2 separate regions of the Gossypium arboreum genome follow, and region 1 is linked to region 2. The links are chromatin contacts, called in public Hi-C maps. All regions are on one chromosome and are shown on one strand. Each heading gives the region's core, a stretch centred on a gene start, on an enhancer-like site or on the middle of the called end of the contact. The rest is flanking DNA. Distances are from core to core; before and after follow the strand shown. Region 1 has its middle 4.2 kb from the start of LOC128290379. Region 2 has its middle 15 kb from the start of LOC128290246.

Region 1 (2,700 bases), core at 133-2,632, 110 kb before region 2:
TAATTGAATAGAGCCGCCCTTTGTTGACTTGCATCTTTCTCCTCTGTGAATGATTTGTTTATCAGATTACAAAACTTTTCTTGAGATCCTTTTACTTAGGTCTGGGCTTTACATAAACTTTAGGATGATTGATTATGAGTTCACTTTAAGACAACAGAGTGGAATGCCTGCGGGCTTAGGCAGCAATACACAAGTTCGGTCGTTCTTCGTACTGTTTACGATGATGGGCACAATCACCAAACTCTGCTTTAGTGGTTGAAGGCCTGAAACTGAACATTTATGTGAGTCAGAGCAGTCAAGCTCAGTTGGTCCGCTTGTCCAGTTGTTAGATGTTACTAGTCAAAATGGTAGATAACTCCATTCCCTGACTCTTGCAAGAATGTATATGAGTTGTTATAAAAGACAAAAGACACATTTTCTCTCTTTACATGTAGGTGTTTTGGATGGTCAAATCTCCCACAGTTGAAACAAGAAAATAAAAATCCCTGTAGTCAAGTATAGCATGTGCTATAGCTTTTGAATATTTGAAGTACCTCAAGTTAGGTTTCTGATGTATAGAATGCGGCATTTTATTCAATAGTTTCAACTTTGCGCTGTCTTTCTCTATTTGCAATTGTATTATCAATGCCTTGATATGAAATTGAAGGTGGGCTTTGGAAGGAACATAGTCCTATCTCCTCTCCAAATGTGGAACTGGGTCCTGATTAGCAATAGAGTTGGCAATGACTAAGAGTTTGAAGGAAATTTCTGTTAATAAGAAAAGTGGTAAATGCTAGAATTAGGACTCAATCGTTTATAGGTTCTTCACAGAAGAGTCAAACCTTTCAAAATAGCCAAACAAGAGCCTACCCTTTATAGAAGTGTTCAAATAAAAGTTTTCACGCACTTCAGTCCAATTTGTAGAAAAAAATTAGGTAAGTGCTAATGTCTTTAGAATAAAACATATAATACTTAAATCAAATATTACTTGAAAGAAAAGAAAGTATCAAAACATAATTTAAAATTTGATATACTACATTTGAGAAGCCCTAATTTGAACTCTTTTTTGAAAAAGTTTGATTCTTATTTGAGCACTTTTCAAAAAATTAAAAACTTATTTGATAATTTTAAAAGATTTAACCTTAGAGCACTTGTATAAAGATTAAGATGTTGCATTTGAGCATTTACCCTAAAAAAAAGTAATGGACTGTAATGCTATTGGTAATTACAGTTTGCGAAATGACTCCCATGTTTTTGCGTCTTGTACAGATATGGTACTTGGTGGATTTGTAATGTGAATGATTTAAGTGTACTAAGTACCATGATGTATGGTTGAGTGGAATGCAAAGCTATACGTTGAATCATGATTAGGAGACAAGCATGATGATTAGACTCAGACTAGTCTTATGGTCAGTGGGTGGACCGGCAACTACTGTAGGAGGGTCCACTGCACAGCTGGATGAACAAAATCAATTGCTCCCCCTGTTTGTATAATTTGCTCCAACACTATCTTGGGGAAGAGGATCAAAGATTTTCCATTAAAAAGCCGTGAATTATGTGATACTCAGCCTGGTCTTATCAGTATAGTTTTCGTCCAGAAATGCATTTTATTTGAGACTGAGGGACCGAAGATTTTTTAATTTTATAAAAAAATTATTTTAATTTATCATTTATTTTTTAAGTTTGGTGTGGTCTTGTCTGACTTTTGACCACTCTTCTAGAAATATTGGTCCAAAAGAAAACGAAAAAAAAATTTAAATGTTTGATTGGAATTTAAAAAAAAAAAGAAGAAAGAAAGTAAAACATGATAAATTAATCATAAAATTCTTCCAAAATCCTTAATATGGTATATGGTAAAAGTATTGCTCCATTTATACGTAGTAAGTGTGGGGGGTGGAGACCAACACAAGCTCCATTATTTCAACCACTTTCCTTCTATTTGTGTCTTACCCTCACCTGCTTGCACTAACCCACTACCACTCACTCTTTTTACCTTTTATTTTTCTTCTCTTAAATCAGTAGCTTAATTCCTCGGAGGTCGAGCCCGTAAAGAAGTCGTAGTAGGAGTAGGACAAAAGCAAAGCAAAGAAAGCAACGTATGAGAGGTGCAAAACCTGTACATGCGTCTTCTCCTTCAACAATACCGCCTAAAGCAATGGATTCCCATCATATAAAGACAAAAATACATCTTTGTCTATATGTATTTTTGGAGATGGAGTTGATAAATTGTTGGGACTTTAACACATAAAATACCTAAAATTGTTTCTCAAGCATTACTTGGTAGAGTTAAAAATAAGAGGAAAGAAAATAAATTTCTAAAATTATATAATTTTAAAGTAATATATATTACTCCTCATTTTCTTTTCTTTTATCATCATCCTAATTTAAAATGATTAATTTTTATGCATTAGGTAGAAAATAGTTATCTTTTTTTTAATTTTATCTAGTACACTAGATTTATTTTTCAGTCAACTTTTCCACTTCATTATGTGATTTTTTCATTCCAACTCGATTTTAAATTTAATTGAAAAGAAAAAAAGAATTAAACGTGTTTCAATGCTGCTGTTTTTCATAGTGTCGAAGAAACATAAAGAAAATACAGAAAATGAATGTAAGGTTTTAATTTTTTCTTCTATCCCCAATCAACATTACTTATTTTGAACGTTCTAATGTGTTTTTGGACGATGGCATTAAATGCCTGCTCAAAAAGCAATTTATTAA
Region 2 (2,826 bases), core at 167-2,666:
ATTTCATTTCTATTATTTCATCCACATATTTTCTCAAGTTTAACAATTTAGTCCTTGTCATCATAAAAATTCCATATTTTTCCACAATTTCACTTTTACAATACTTTATGCATATTTCATCATCTCATAACATATTCATTAAACTTTTACCATAATTTCTTTAGTCACATATTAAATTGTTTCACACTTAAATTTTTGTACATTTTTCAATTTAGTCCCTATTGCCATGTAATTTATTTTTCACCATATAAACACTTTAATCAAATAATTCATTATAATATCTTATTTTACATAACAAATTTTCATGCATATCACTTCTCTTGTTTTAATTATAAATTTCACAAAGTTTACAATTTAATCTTTAACATCATGAAGATTCATTATTTACTATAATTTCACCTTAATTTCACCTTAATATCACTTTGTAATCAATTCACTACTTATTATAAATCTTAAATGTATGTTTGTTTCATTAAAAACAACTTTCATGAAATATTTTCAAGAAATCTGCCAAACAACAAAAATATTTTATACAGATTCATCCAAACACCAGAAAATATTTAACTTTTTCAAAAAAATAAATTATTTTCTAAGAGTCATTTTCAATAAAACAAATTCAACCTAATTTGGATTAAATTTAAGGCGGAGAACATGTAAACGAGGATAACTGTTTTCAATATTATAGTTTCAGCCCACAAATTTTGAACCAAAATGTTGGCATTTAATTACCCTTTGTAGTTTGTTCTTTCTCCCAAACATTTCAATGGTTGGCACTACTATCATGATATAATATATGTCGCATACGATGTTATTGAAGGGCGGCGGAAGAAACTGTAAACCTGCAGCCTAATGCAGCCATCTATGTACGTTGCCAATTCTAATCTAGTATAGGTTTGGCCCTCTGTTTTTTTGCAATTAACTTTGCCTATTGTAATTTGTGCTATGTCGATTATATACAATCAAACTCCTAATGTGGACGGCTCATGAACTCATTGTAATGCTTTAACATGCGTACGTAAGTAGTAGTAGTATTAATGCAAGGATAAATTTATTCGATCTTTTGATGGAAAATGTGTTTTCAAAGAATGGTCGAACTTGGGGACCTCAAAAGCCTTGGCCAAAAATTATTGAATGAACCACGCCAAAGTCACTAGATTCAAACACTGATGTGGACAATATAAGAAATGGACACATGAACCACTGGTGCCAAAATTTAATGTTAAATCATTTTGATGCTGATCTAGCTGCTTAGACAGCATTTGAAACTAATCAAGAGTTTGTATTAAACAGTGAGGAAAAGATCAAAAGAAAAGCCAATGGCAGTCAATAAGTGTTTGTGACATAGTTGGGGGTACAGTGGTCCTATTCTTACCTGCAAAATTTAGGCTGAATTTCAACCCTAGTTGGCAGTGGAGTCTTATGGGATTACCGTTAAAAGCCAATACAAGCTATATGTCAATGAAATTTAGGCCTCAACTACCCCTATATGGGCAGAAAGAAAGGACCATTGGTAGATTTTTTTTTTCTTGGTTTAGGGCATTAGGGGGTCAATACTGCCACCCAAGTCATTTAATATTGGCGGCAAAAACCAACCAATCTCTGGGTCTAATTTGGCAAAACCCACAGTGTGCAACCCTACCCTATCTCTTATGTTCAGAGGAGACTGGAATTGATGTTGGAGTTGAATGTAATGATAAGGGTATGAACATCATTCTATTTTGGTTGCATTTGAACCAATGGATAACAACTTCTAAATATCCATCCAACTTATATAACATTAATGCCCAACATCTCAATGTATCTCACTATCTCCTATCTGTTTCCATTTACTCATTCTCACTTGAGTTTATCATAATTGATATTAAAAATTAAAATAAATAAATAAATGAGACTAATGACAATTTCATAAGTTAAAAAACCTCCATCGCGTATACACTATAAAAAAAAAAAAGTAATACTTTAGGAAGAGTTAAAATTGATTGTATGGATCATTTTGGCAATCATCTCACCTTTTAAATTTTGTATAATATTTCAAGTTGAACTCGTGAGCATATTATGTCTACAAGTTTAGGTTATTCTCGTTTAAAAGAAGTATTACATTTTATGTACTAATAAATATTTACTATTTATTTTACAAGCTGACACCAAGGATCTCAGAGCACCACCCAAATAATTTTGATAATAAAAAATAAATATTTTATGTTTAAAATAGTGAAAATAACTTAATATATATATATTAAAATATATCATATAAAAGTTATTGATTTTTTTATTTACTTGAAAATTTATTATTCTTTAAAAATATTTATGAAAATAATTTTAAAACTTTGTCAAATAAAATTCAAAAGCTGTAAAAAAACTCATTTTACTAAAATAAAATTAAAAATACAAAACAAGAAAAGGTTAATATGAGACAAGTGAGAATCAAACCAAACTAAATTATAATAAACTATTGGAAAAATTCCAAAAACCTCACTTAGGCGAGTTGTGTGGGCGGGTAACCAAGTCCAAGAGATTTGGGTCTACACATATAGTGTGATAGTTGGTGCACGTTAATGTTAGCCATTTGCAACAATTGATGGGCCTAAAAGAAATTATAGTCAAACCAAGTTTTGCTTTAACATTTCTAAATTCTCTCTTCAGCCGAAAGTCCCCATCTACTTTCTCCTAAATGAATTTTGGGGTCTATGCTCTATGGGCTATAGCATAAGTTGCACCTTTACCCCTAATCCATGGTTATTGGTTAATCCATTCAACTTTTTTGAAGTTTCAAAGGCTTTATGAAAGACGTTAAATGGCATTTTTCTTTTGAACAAATGTTAATTG

The links. A called contact is a pair of places that touch in the nucleus more often than the background predicts.
Region 1: a Hi-C map of leaf shows a contact between it and region 2, with 4 times the contacts expected there. The contact joins two enhancer-like sites. A contact is called at or near these places in 2 of 5 Hi-C or Micro-C datasets (both in leaf).

Annotation. Positions count from the first base shown.
Region 1 is chr3:113,856,228-113,858,927 of ASM2569848v2, reverse strand. No RefSeq gene overlaps it. Among protein-coding and RNA genes, the nearest start is that of LOC128290379, 4.2 kb to the right of the region's middle. Within about 2 kb of position 1,382, at least 2 of the 2 cell types and tissues checked have an H3K27ac peak or open chromatin away from gene starts, as enhancers often do. A contact at or near this core is called in leaf, where this site is marked.
Region 2 is chr3:113,748,756-113,751,581 of ASM2569848v2, reverse strand. No RefSeq gene overlaps it. Among protein-coding and RNA genes, the nearest start is that of LOC128290246, 15 kb to the right of the region's middle. Within about 2 kb of position 1,416, at least 1 of the 2 cell types and tissues checked has an H3K27ac peak or open chromatin away from gene starts, as enhancers often do. A contact at or near this core is called in leaf, where this site is marked.